Regions from separate parts of the Drosophila melanogaster genome. Here region 2 is linked to region 1. Evidence: chromatin contacts called from public Hi-C data. All regions are on one chromosome and are shown on one strand. The core of a region is the stretch at or near the end of the contact, and the rest is flanking DNA. Distances in the headings are between cores, read along the strand shown. Region 1 holds the start of Lam (Lamin). Region 2 holds the start of chic (chickadee).

The links. Hi-C and Micro-C count contacts between places; a contact is called where the count stands out from the background.
Region 2: a Hi-C map of the Kc167 cell line shows a contact between it and region 1, with 4 times the contacts expected there. A contact is called at or near these places in 41 of 107 Hi-C or Micro-C datasets (the Clone 8 cell line, the D17-c3 cell line, the Kc167 cell line and 17 more) and 2 of 7 datasets of targeted methods (both in the Kc167 cell line).

The regions. Positions count from the first base shown.
Region 1 is chr2L:5,538,336-5,545,047 of dm6, forward strand. It overlaps Lam (Lamin), which reads left to right and starts at 4,145. Exons shown (of 4, transcript NM_001298700.1): 1 at 4,145-4,325; 2 at 4,990-5,459; 3 at 5,703-6,406; 4 at 6,472-6,712. The coding sequence starts at 4,997. It overlaps Hel25E (Helicase at 25E), which reads right to left and starts at 3,979. Exons shown (of 8, transcript NM_164648.2): 1 at 3,848-3,979; 2 at 3,388-3,634; 3 at 3,098-3,321; 4 at 2,818-3,001; 5 at 2,637-2,755; 6 at 1,834-1,965; 7 at 1,372-1,774; 8 at 991-1,309. The coding sequence starts at 3,586. The coding sequence ends at 1,296. CG14015 reads right to left here and starts at 861. Exons shown (of 4, transcript NM_135093.4): 1 at 422-861; 2 at 1-348. The coding sequence starts at 775.
Region 2 is chr2L:5,978,501-5,985,212 of dm6, forward strand. chic (chickadee) reads right to left here and starts at 2,518. Exons shown (of 4, transcript NM_205913.3): 1 at 2,453-2,518; 2 at 912-1,204. The coding sequence starts at 1,022. It overlaps eIF4A (eukaryotic translation initiation factor 4A), which reads left to right and starts at 3,264. Exons shown (of 5, transcript NM_001258978.3): 1 at 3,264-3,335; 2 at 4,510-4,736; 3 at 5,511-6,124; 4 at 6,219-6,442; 5 at 6,526-6,712. The coding sequence starts at 3,334. The coding sequence ends at 6,670.

The DNA.
Region 1 (6,712 bases), core at 2,895-5,394:
GAGCTCAAAGGTAACGCTAAGATTGTGCTGCGGTGCCAGTTCCAAGATCTGATGCAGCAGTGCCGCCTCCGCGGGCTTGCCACCGGAGAAGCTCAGGATGAGCACACCGATGCCACAGCTGCGTATGTTCTCGAAATGCTGGGCCAGCAGCGAGCCACTGGGCTTGTACAGACCCAGTGCCGGATAGAAGGCGGTGTTTAGGATTCGCACTGGTCGCGGCGTGGTCAGTGGCACATCGTTTGGGTGCTCCGCTGGCGGCGGAGGCGGCTTCTTCGACTTGTACCACGGCACCGGGGCAGTGTAGAATATGTGCACTGCACTGATCACCACATCCAAAGTGGTACGCGACTGAACAAAGTGTACATTTTTAAGATTTAAGGACTAAGATTGGCCACCTTCTTGGACTGAACTGGAAACTTACAGACTGCTCCGCCTCGTGGTCCCGCTGCTGCTGCTGCTTCATCAGATCGATTTTGCTCTGAATGATGCGCTCCTTGATCTTCTGCTCGTCATACTTCTCGGGCACAATCACTCCGTTCTCCCGCTGCGGCTGGAGCAGCGCGACGGCCACCGGCGGCGGCTTCTCCGCCACTTGGGGCTGATCCCCGGGCCTGTAGGCGCGTGCGATGAATCGCTCGTCCAGCAGCAGTTCGATGGCCGCATTGCGTCCGCTGGAGCCCAGCACTATGATGGTGATGACCAGCAGGGCGACGATGGCCAGCAGGAGTAGAATCTTCAGCTTACGCCGCGTTTTCACATACTTTTTTAGCAGCATTTTCGCAAGCGTGCATTTTCTCTCATTGTTTGGACGTCCTCGTTGTTTTTCGTCCCCAGTTTTTCGTACCTCCACCCCACAACCCCTTCTCTTCCTGTCGCAATGCAGCTGCCGGAAGTTCCTGGCCATTGCGCATGTCCTGAAACGGACACACTAAACTATGCCCAGCGAGTTCCCAATTACCATTTCACCATTAAAGCATATGCGAGTTTGTTATTTTTTTTGGACATTTTATTGTGAGTTGATTTATAATATTGTACACATTAATATTGCTAAGTTATTTAAGGGAATATGCCCCAGAAATTTTCACAAATAAAATAGTTTAAACGGAAATGTGAAACAAGTGGGTTTTAGAATCCATTCCCAAAATAAATACATTACTTATAATTCCGTTTTTGTTTGTCAACACATTGTCTGAATAGTTTTTATTTAGTTATAAAGTAGAGTTTTAAAAAAGGTTTTAGGTTTGTATCTATTCGAAGTGCATAGTCTTGTTCCGATTAACATGCACCTTCGAGCTCTAGCGTCCCTCAACTGGAAAAGAAAATCAAGTTAGCACTGCTGGTGGCTGGGGATTACTCATCATTGCAACTTACTGTATGTAGAGAGATCGATTTCCTCGGGCAGCTCACTGATGTTCACATCGAAACGATCCTGTACTTCGTTAAGTATCTTGGCGTCGTTCTCGTCCGAAACGAATGTGATTGCCAGTCCCTTGGTGCCGAAGCGACCGGCACGGGCCACGCGATGCAAGTAGGTGTCGGAATCCTCGGGCATGTCGTAGTTGAACACGATGTTCACACGCTCGATGTCCATGCCGCGGCCAAAGAGATTGGTGGCCACCAGAATGCGCTTCTGGAAGTCCTTGAACTGCTGGTAGCGATTCAGACGCTCCTCCTGGGTCATCCCACGATGGATGCCGATGGCGGGGAAGTTCTGCTCCGTCAGCAGCTGCGACAGAGCCACGCAACGTTGCACAGACTTCACAAAGATGACCACCTATGACAGGGATAATCAAGTAAGTGGTAAATATAAGTTAAGACCACCGAATGACCTACCTGATTGAACTCGAGCACGTCGAGCAGTTCGAACAGTTTCTTGTTCTTCTCGTTCTCCTTCAGATTGACGTAGTGCTGCTGCAGTCCGTGCAGCGTCAGCTTGGCCTCATCGTCGACGTAGACCTCCATGGGCTGGATTTGGGAAATAGAATGTGGCGCATTTTAAAGGACACAATTAGGAGGGGTACAGAGAAATCGAACTTAGACTAGGCTCGCCTCGGAACATACAACAATATGCATAGAATATTCTACATACGGCCACGCTACCACCACATCTCATCAACTAGTCTCTGAACTGCTCCCGAGGATCGATGATCGCTCTGAGAAGTGTGCGGATTACAGATGAGCGGGCCTATCGCATCGCATTCGCTCTGGATTGATTCAACTCGTCTCATCGGCCAGTCGGCGGGATCTTTGCTGTTTGCTTGTAGTTTTATTTAGGTATTGGTTTTTGCTAGCGTTGGTATTGTTAAATCTTTTGCGATTTCAATTGATTCATTCAGCGGTTACTGCTTGTTTATGCTTTTGCAACGGTTGCCAATTTCCACGATTAACCATTTAGAAAATGGTGTCCGATAGTCATTAACTAAGTTTTTCGATACGAGTTATGCTCACAGAGCGCTGGACGTTTGGTTGTACGCGTTTAACCATTTGCAAGATGGTGGTTGGCTTATACGGAGGGGATCAAGATCGAATGTTCGATATCGCGTGGCATTAACAAAATAATAACTAATTGTCGTGATAGCGGTGGATGCGAGGTGGAGAAGTACGAGCATTTTGGTTATGAACACGTTGATATTTACATCTTGCATGAACTTTTTGCAAACGGGACGAATGTCCTTGCTCAATGTGGCAGAGAACATCATCACTTGTTTGCCGTGCGGCGTGCTACGGAAAATCTCTTGAACGTCACGACGCATATCTAAAAGAATGGTTTGGTTATTAGTAAAACGTCCGTCATTTGGTGATTATTAGTCAACTTACCCAGCTGCTCCAGCATCTTGTCGCACTCGTCGAGCACAAAGTGCTTCAAAAGCTTCAGATTAAGTTTCTTGTTGCGAATGAGGGCGAGAATTCGGCCAGGGGTGCCCACCACAATATGCGGGGTGCCGCTCTTGAGGGTCTCCTCGTCCTTTTGAATAGCCATTCCGCCAAAGAAGACAGCCACCTAAATAGAAAACATATCGAATTAATATATAGTAACTATATAGTCGAACCAAACTTTTTGTTGAATTATATACAATGGATTAAAACGTAGACTCACCTTGACTGTGGGCATGTACTTGGAGAATCGCTCATACTCCTTGCTGATCTGGAAGGCCAGCTCGCGGGTGTGGCACATGACCAGGACGTGGCAGGTGTTGTTGTCCGACGGCTCCAGCTGCTGCAGCGTGGCCAGAACGAAGACGGCGGTCTTACCCATGCCGGACTTGGCCTGACAGAGGATGTCCATGCCCAGTACGGCCTGCGGAATGCACTCGTGCTGAACTGCAAGCGGAGAGCATCGTTAGTGACTGTACCTTTCGTCACTCCAGGTGGAGTGCAAGTACTCACCCTCCGAGGGATGCTCGAAGCCGCAGTCCACGATGGCGCGCAGGATCTCCGGTTTCAGGAGGAAATCGCGGAAGCCGGAACTGTGAATGGACACATAGGTGCCCTTGACATCCTTCTTGGGGGCCTCCTGGTTTTCGACCGCAGTGGTCTCGGTCTGCTCCTCATCCTCGTAGTCCAAAAGATCGTCATTGTCGGCCATTTCTGCGGCTTTCTTACCTTTAACTAGTTATCGGCTATAAATTCGCAACTAAATGCTGGGAAATAAAATGGGTGCGACTAGATAAGTTACATGTGTTTGTTAAAGAAAATGCCGCTTTTTTTTGCGGAACCGGTGCCGGCGTTCCCTCCGCCATTTTGTTTTTTCACCGCACCGCATTACATGTATTTCGAAATAAAACGAAATACCCATTACAAGCGACGATTTTATTTAGTGCAGTGTGATTTTCAGTGTCAAACTCACCTTTTGTGCACGTTTATCACTTTAAAATACAGCTTTTAAAGTGAAATTAACTATTTTAAAATCTTTAACGTGATGCGGAGGAAAAAACAGCGCAGAGCAGTGTGACCGAAGTACGTTTAAGAACTCATGCGAGCTGAGCCGGGTGATATCGTTAAGTTATCGATAGTTGTGCACAACAAATCCATTTGTAAGCTTCAACTAAAAAGTTTTTATAAAATATATGCCTTCTAACGCTTTAAATTAAAATGGCTTGTTGAGCTTAAATTTAATTTTTTTTTTATCATTTTGGGGTCAAGCGGTTCTTAGTCTTTTATCTAGCGCGGCGTTTGGTCACACCAGGCATGCCGGAAAGTTATCGATTAGTCTCTGAAACCATCGCAACAAATTCGATTACACGTTCCAGCGTCGGCCGCGTTTTCCTGCTGCAAGATACTTCATTTTCAAATTTGTGCATTTTCCGTTCGTTATAAAAAGTCAGGTGAGTTGCGCTGCTATCTACGAGCATTAGGAAAACTTGTAGAAAAAGTTGAAATAACTGATTAAGTGCCGAACAATAGAGGCGGCACTGTTTCACTCAAAATCGAAATAACCCCCCTGCCTGTATTAGTGTAAAGTCGCTGTAAATATTGAATTAAAATCGCCATATTGTGCAATTTTTGGCTCCTTATCAAATCGTTTAAAGTGCGTCGACTGGATTAGCTAAGCGTTGCGATTGATTAAACTAGTATTAGCCGCGCCATTTGCCTCCACGCCCATAAACAAACGCCGACAAACTCACTTCGTTTTCCTCGTCCGCTTTAGTACAGTCGCTTGAGTGGAAAGCGATGTGCGTGTGTGTGAGTGAGACGTAGAGGAGACTGCGAGAGAGAGAGAGAGCGCGTTAGAGAAACTCGTTTAGCTTCTGTTTTTGAGCGTTTTGTGCGTTTCCCCTCTTTCGTGTTCGGTTCTGTTTGGAATTTTATCAGGGCGCAAAAATAACATACCCTACACCGAACGAAAAAGTTCAAATATAAGTATTGCATATAAAACGCGTTTAGAAGGCACGCAATTGTGTTATTCAACTTTTCTTCAAGTGTTGTGTCCTAAAGAGGTCAGTCACAAAAATCTCACGTGTTATTCTGCACATTTCATTTGTCTTGCAGCGTGAACATGTCGAGCAAATCCCGACGTGCTGGCACCGCCACGCCGCAGCCCGGCAACACCTCCACCCCCCGGCCGCCATCGGCGGGTCCGCAGCCGCCGCCGCCGTCCACTCACTCGCAGACGGCCTCCAGCCCCCTCAGCCCCACCCGGCACTCGCGCGTGGCCGAGAAGGTGGAGCTGCAGAACCTGAACGATCGCCTGGCCACCTACATTGACCGGGTGCGCAACCTGGAGACGGAGAACTCCCGCCTCACCATCGAGGTGCAGACCACCAGGGACACGGTCACACGCGAGACCACCAACATCAAGAACATCTTCGAGGCCGAGCTGCTGGAGACGCGCCGTCTGCTCGATGACACAGCTAGGGATCGCGCTCGTGCCGAGATCGATATCAAGCGTCTCTGGGAGGAGAACGAGGAGCTCAAGAACAAGCTGGACAAGAAGACCAAGGAGTGCACCACTGCTGAGGGTAAGTGCGTGGAAACTGAATCGATAAGAAAACCTTATAATTGTAGGGCAAAGAAAGTAGAGTAATGATAAAATTAAAAGTAAGAAGAGACAAAAGGCGTGGTTTCAAGCAAGAACGAAACATTCATTTAGTTGCTGAACTGTATATAATGATTATCCCATGATATTCCTCACTTTCTGTGACAAAATCATCCCTATTCTGGCATTTAACGAACATTAATTGATTGATTATCCCAACCCGCAGGCAATGTCCGCATGTACGAGTCGCGCGCCAACGAGCTGAACAACAAATACAACCAGGCCAACGCCGATCGGAAGAAGCTTAACGAAGACCTGAATGAGGCGCTAAAGGAGCTGGAGAGACTGCGTAAGCAGTTCGAGGAAACGCGGAAGAACCTGGAACAGGAGACACTGTCGCGCGTTGACCTGGAGAACACCATTCAGAGTCTGCGCGAGGAGCTCTCGTTCAAGGATCAGATCCATTCGCAGGAGATCAATGAGTCGCGCCGCATCAAACAGACAGAGTATAGCGAGATCGACGGTCGCCTCAGCTCCGAGTACGATGCCAAGTTGAAGCAGTCGCTGCAGGAGCTGCGCGCCCAGTACGAGGAGCAGATGCAGATTAATCGCGATGAAATCCAGTCCCTCTACGAGGACAAGATCCAACGACTGCAAGAGGCCGCCGCACGCACATCCAATTCCACGCACAAGTCCATCGAGGAGCTGCGCTCCACTCGTGTGCGTATCGATGCGCTCAACGCCAATATCAACGAACTGGAGCAAGCCAATGCCGACCTCAATGCGCGGATCCGTGATCTGGAGCGCCAGCTGGACAACGATCGCGAACGCCACGGTCAAGAGATAGACCTTCTCGAGAAGGAGCTCATTCGGCTGCGCGAAGAGATGACGCAACAGCTCAAGGAGTACCAGGACCTTATGGACATCAAGGTTAGCTTTAATACTTGTCTAAAATCGTGTACGTATTAATACATAAATCTAATTATCCTGCTTAGGTCTCCCTGGATTTGGAAATCGCCGCATACGACAAGCTGCTGGTGGGCGAGGAGGCTCGTTTGAACATCACCCCAGCCACCAACACGGCCACAGTGCAGTCCTTTAGCCAGTCGCTGCGCAACTCCACGCGAGCCACGCCATCGCGTCGCACTCCCTCTGCTGCCGTGAAGCGCAAACGCGCCGTGGTCGACGAGTCGGAGGATCACAGCGTCGCCGATTACTATGTGTCCGCCAGTGCCA
Region 2 (6,712 bases), core at 1,268-3,767, 440 kb after region 1:
TCGGAGTCGACAGGAAGTTGCACACGCACACAGACAGCCACACTCACAAAAGGGCGAAAACGTGGCGCGCATACGAGAAATACTCAGAGCATTCGCATTCGAAGGTAGCAGATTCAGATTCAGAATCGAAATCAGTAAAAGAAGCCGAAGCGGAGTCAACTCCACTCAATTCGATTCACTCTGCGCTGGTGACGCGGCATCGCATGCTCAAGATATTTTCTGTACTTCTGTTCGTTTCATTTTGGTTCTGTTCTGTTTGGTTCTGTATTTCGCTCCGATAAAGAGCATTTATTTTGGCCGTCGCCGCAGAGGAAACGGTCCGTCTGTATTGAGTGCGATAAAGGCGAGCGATAGCGAAGGGGTGGGGCTGATGCCAGGCGCCTGTGGGCTGCATTATCAGGAACCAGTGTTGCACAGCACCGCAGACATTCGAACCGGCTGCGCTGATATCAGATTTCCCGGTCCCGGCCCCGCCCCCGCTCTCCACACCACACACTCATCGCCGCATGCAAGTGCATTGGTGATTACCGCGAAGCGAAGCTGCACCTCCTTAGTCACCGATAAACAGAAATCCATCCGTATCGGCTAGGTCGCCCAATTGGTCTCCCTGCTGGGTTGTATGATCACGCACACTCCCTCAAAAGCGTAGGCGGGAGAGGAGGGGGTAGCGGGCCTGCGCAGGAGTGGCGCTGCAGGGGGTGAAACTGACAAGGGCGAGGGCGAAGGGGTGGGAGTTGCTCTTTATCAAATGAAAGTTATCATGGCGGCCGCGAGAGGAAGACAGCGCGAGAGTCACACCCTTGAACTTGCGAAAATTCATTGTCAACTATCCGTTTTTCCGTCCGAATTCCATTCTATGGGTTTTCCCAACCGCTTTCCGTCCATTAGTCCATTCCGTTCGACGTACTCACCTCAAAGCCACTGGACTGCGCCCAAATGTTGCCGTCGTGGCCGGCGATGCACGCCTTGGTCACGCACTGCGAGGCCAGGAGTTGGTTGTCCACATAATCTTGCCAGCTCATGGTGCTTTGTTTGTCGTGGGTGCGGATTAAGTTGAACTGATATATATGGATCTGGATATGGATCGCTGTTGCTTTACCGCACGGCGAGTCGCACTTTCGTTTCGGGGGTCACACGAAATTGGCAGGGAGACAAAGAAAAACCGCAACACCGACGATTTTTTCTTGGGGTAACTTACTTTCAACTGCAACGAGAGGTGGAGAAAGAGAGAGAGAGAGAGAGATGGATTAACATTTATCAAATCGTATCGTATTTTATCATGCGGCAGTGGGTGTTGCATCCGCCCTTGACAAATTACCGGGTATCGGCGGAATTGTGTTATGCACATTTATGTATATACATATAAGTATATATATCTAGTGATTTTGATTGTGATGCATTGCACAAAGCGCCTAATTTTCCGCCTCCGAAAAACTCACATATATACACACACACGCACGGGGGATGAGACCAAGAGCAAGAGCAAGACCAAGGAGACCAAGACAGACAGAAACAGAAACCGTACGCCGCAGCTCCACACACACGTCCGACTCGCTGGGAATTTTCGAAGCGTTCGAGGCGGATTTCAAAAGTCGAATGAGCGCAAAGCAGAACCATAAACCGATTTTGAATTCGAGAAAACCCACTCGAGAGAGTGAGAGATGGAGAGAGAGTGGCGAAAGAGTGCGCGCTGCAGGGGGCTGCTTGCCTTGCCTCTGCTCCAAAGCGCTCAATTCCAAGCCGTGAGTCACCCGTTCACTCACCCACTGCCACTGCTTTCGAGTGGGGCAGAGAGTGAGCGAGCGAGAGCCGTAGCCAGGGCGAGTGCAACGGTGCGCCTGGAGTGGGTGTGTGAGCGAGACGGTCGTACGAGGCGGGCCGTTATTAATCAGCCGGCTGCGGACAATGCAAATGAGCGAGTGAGAGCAGACGATGACTCAACGGCGGCTCTCCGAGTGAGTGTTATGAATCGTCACTTTGTTGGCCGGCACTGAGTAACTGTCATAAATTAAAAATAGCCTTTAATTTCAACGCCTATATGTTCGAATCCCATCTCACATATCATAATGTGCTGCGCTGCACCGCACCCGCAATATGTTAGCATTGGCTGCTTGACAAATCGAATGGAATACCGAGTACCGAATGCCGTATGCCGAATACCGACCGGCTGCTGCTGAACTTTTCCCACTTAATTTTTTGCACACTTATACACACAGGCATACACACACACACACCCGCAGACGGCGACGCACAGCCAACGCGGTTGGCCAAGTAGCGCGTACATGTGTGGGTTTTCGCCATTTAAGGCGTGCACCCAGCACGAAAGTCGCTTTGTACGCAATTTACCCAAAGTGTTGGTCGGTTTTCGATTTTTGTCGAACCACCCCACGTTCAGTAAGTCTAGAGAAATCTCTTTCTAAACGGATTTCCAGGAAACCCACGGCACTCACACTGTTCACACGCTGCGGTAAAAATTCAGAGTGACCGTCGACAAGCGGTAGTACTGGAACACAAGTCGCTGTTCGCTCGAAACAATCGATGTGTGCCAAAATTCGATCACGATATTCCTCGCAATCGATTGTATTCGCTATTTGCCTTCGTAAGTCCCGGTTAGACCAGCGGCATGAAAAGTTTAAATTCACTTCCACATTCGAGTACTATGAGATAAGATTACTGTACTTAAACTCAAAAAGATTCAAAACAACACTGATCGTTAAGCTACTAAGACAAATAGCTGGCCGGTTCCAGTCCCACGATTTAAAAACAGTTCACTGAATAGCAGCATATGTAAAATTCCATACTTTCATATATTTGTATAATATGATTCACATAAGGTTGTTGTTCAAATGGTTGAATACTACAATTAAGTCTTTACAACAAGAGAATGTAATCTGTTGGAAAACAATATTACAATCAAATTTATTAAACAAATATAAGATTCGGGTTTAAATATTTATACTGGTGGAAAACTTTGATGGGCGTAATATCGATAGCAAATAAAATAGCGAAGTCAGGCACCCCAGCTCTGGGTCTGCAGCCCTGAACTTCAAGTGGCACCTCCAAAATAACGTAAAAAAGTGCAAAATAATACAAATTGAATTCAAAATATTTGCATTATTTTATGCTTTGTTTTTCTTTACCATACACACTGCGAAGCCGCAGCGAAATTGCCGGATATCCGCTAACATCTGGCGATAGTTGGCGATCGATCTATCGATAGTCGCTAATGTTTTCTTACATCACTAAAACTTTTGCAAGATGGAGCCTCTTTTGCTTGGTTTTAACAAATCAGTAGCAGCACGTGTATAAAAAGTGCCAAATAATTTTCAGAAAATGTTAGTATATACCCTAGATTAAGCGTTTGAAATGTAAAAAGCCGCAAGGCGATCTTGTGCCGCATCGATTCCGCAACTGCTTAGCATAATTTCCGCGTGTTTTAATGCAAAAAACGCGATTTTAAATTTCTGACGGTCAAAATGAGTGGAAAAAAATTACACGCCCGTATGACAGTGCAGGGAGTGGGAGTGAGAGGCAGCCACCATGCGAGCGAGAGAGAGCGAGCGCAGTGGTTGCTCCAAGAGAGTTTTGTTGCTGGACTCGGTCTTTGCACCCCTCCCCCTTCGCCTTGGCGAAACCTAGAACTCCGAACTGGGGACTTTTGTTGAAGTCCGGTGACGTCGGTGTCGCCACTTGACTGGATTTTATGCACTCTCGTCCGTCCGTTCGCTTGACTCATGACTGGACAATGACGCAGACCGCTGATTCTATCTTTAGTGGACGACGGCATTCGTGGGCTGATTTAGCCTTGCTCCAACTCAATTTTCGATTTGCTTTGGAATATTTGCCTGTCAGTCGGTTTTTTTTTTCTATCCCCACCCCGCCGTACTGTCAAAACTACTGCTATTTTCGATCAACTACTACCATTCGCAACTGGTGTTAGGCAACACTGGCGCCACTGTTACGTGCTAATATCGCTCGGCTGCTCTCGCCCGTTGACATTGACACGAACGACACTAGGGTCGTCCCGCTCGCACACGCTCAGGGGCGGACTCTCGCCGCTTGTCGCTCAAAAAGGCTGCCTAGCTATCGCTTTCGGTCTCATACGTAAAGTCACCGCTTCGCAGAGCGCATCGCAGCACAAACGTAACGGACTAAAAGCAAAGCGCTCGATAGCTCGAGAAAACAACACAGTCGGCGTTCGGCCCGAATTCTCCGTTATTCGTTCTAGACAAATAGGCAAACAGTTGATTGAGTGAACCGGGCCCAAGCCGTCGAAATTCAGGATATAAGTTTACCTAGTCAATTCTTTATTGTTGATAATGTGAGTGGTTGCCAAGCGGCGCTCGCGGTTTTCGATTCTCCCTCCACCAGCCTTACTTACTTTTCGCTTTTCTGCCATTCGCCATAACCAACAATTGTGGCTGGAAAATTTTTTACCCCCGTCCCGCTACTGCTTTTGTTGTTGTTTCCACTGTTCCGCCCCACTAACGCATTCTCGCTTTCTTGCAGGGATGACCGAAATGAGATACCTCAGGATGGCCCCGCCAGCATGGAACCCGAGGGCGTCATCGAGTCCACCTGGCACGAGGTGTACGACAACTTCGATGACATGAACTTGCGCGAGGAGTTGCTGCGCGGCATCTACGGTTATGGTTTCGAGAAGCCGTCGGCCATCCAGCAGCGCGCCATCATTCCCTGTGTGAGGGGTCGCGATGTCATTGCCCAGGCCCAGTCGGGTGAGTAAATGGCTCCGAGTCCCCCATCATCATCTTCACCATCATCCCCCTCGATCAGTCACAAAGAAAAACTTTCGAGAATGTGCAAAATCGGCGAAAAAACAGCACGATGACTCAGCCGCTGCGCCTGTATTTCTTTGTTGAAATTCCGCTTTGCAGCACTCTCTTTCTTCTCCTTATACTCTCTCTCTTCCGTCCGCTCTCTTCGATTGTCGGCGTCGTTGCGCTTGCGCGCCACTTTTCGCTGACCAGCTGCGTTTCGGTTTCTCGGCCGCCAGGCCAGAAGAAAGTTCCCAGAAAGAAGGTCGCTCTTCGAGCGCTCTTGGCGAATTCCAGCTGCTATGCGTTTTTAAGGTCATCTGTTCCAAATGCGATCTACCTACATTGCTCATTCGGCACTAATCCATTTTGCAGGCTCTGCAAAAGAGGCTCTATATACATATTAATATAGTTCATTCTCAACTCCTGTTTTGTGTTCTGGCACTTGCACCTGCCTATCGATGTATAGGCAGGGATTAGTGGCCAGCTCGACCCTGAAATGGCACATCAGCTACCTGATGAAACGATGGACAACTGTCTTTATTCCATTGATCTTTCCGTCATTCAAGTTTACGCCTAACAGAATTGCATAACAAATGGCGTACTGGTTAGTCGAAAATTGGAATTTTGCTGAATTTCCATAAGAATATCACATAGTTAGAAAAGTAATTGTGTATAGTCCGTAGCACACACTATTCTGCATACTAACCATTTTACCTTTAATCTCCTCCGTAGGAACTGGCAAGACTGCCACCTTCTCGATTGCTATCCTTCAGCAAATCGACACGAGCATTCGCGAGTGCCAGGCGCTGATCCTGGCCCCCACTCGCGAGTTGGCCACGCAGATCCAGCGCGTGGTGATGGCGCTCGGCGAGTACATGAAGGTGCACTCGCACGCCTGCATTGGCGGCACTAACGTGCGCGAAGACGCCCGCATCTTGGAATCCGGTTGCCATGTGGTGGTGGGCACTCCTGGCCGCGTCTACGACATGATCAACCGCAAGGTGCTGCGCACCCAGTACATCAAGCTGTTCGTGCTGGATGAGGCCGATGAGATGTTGTCCCGCGGTTTCAAGGATCAGATCCAGGATGTCTTCAAGATGCTGCCCCCAGATGTGCAGGTCATCCTGCTGTCCGCCACCATGCCGCCGGATGTGCTCGAAGTGAGCCGTTGCTTCATGCGTGATCCCGTCAGCATCCTGGTTAAGAAGGAGGAACTGACCCTTGAGGGTATCAAGCAGTTTTACGTCAACGTGAAGCAGGAGAACTGGAAACTGGGCACCCTTTGCGATCTGTACGATACGCTGTCCATCACCCAGTCGGTAATCTTCTGCAACACCCGTCGCAAGGTAAATTCACTCATTCTTATAATTGTGTGAAGCTGGATTAGTTTCAATCGCAAAGCCGATAAGTTGCTAACAAAAATGTCTACCCATTCTTCAGGTGGACCAACTGACCCAGGAGATGTCTATCCACAACTTCACCGTCTCGGCCATGCACGGCGACATGGAGCAGCGTGATCGCGAGGTCATCATGAAACAATTCCGTTCGGGCTCGTCTCGTGTTCTGATTACCACTGATTTACTGGCGCGCGGTATTGATGTGCAGCAGGTGTCGTTGGTCATCAACTATGATCTGCCCTCGAACCGCGAGAACTACATTCATAGGTAAGTGCTCACCACCTCGCCCCTGAATCTACTCAGCTATGTGCTATACTAAACATGATACCATCACTTTCAATCTATTTCAGAATTGGTCGCGGTGGTCGTTTCGGTCGCAAGGGTGTTGCGATCAACTTTATTACAGATGATGATCGACGAATCCTTAAGGATATTGAACAGTTCTACCACACAACAATTGAGGAAATGCCTGCTAATATTGCCGATTTGATTTAAATTTTTTCTGCTGAGCCGCAAAACAACTAAGAAAGAATTCTA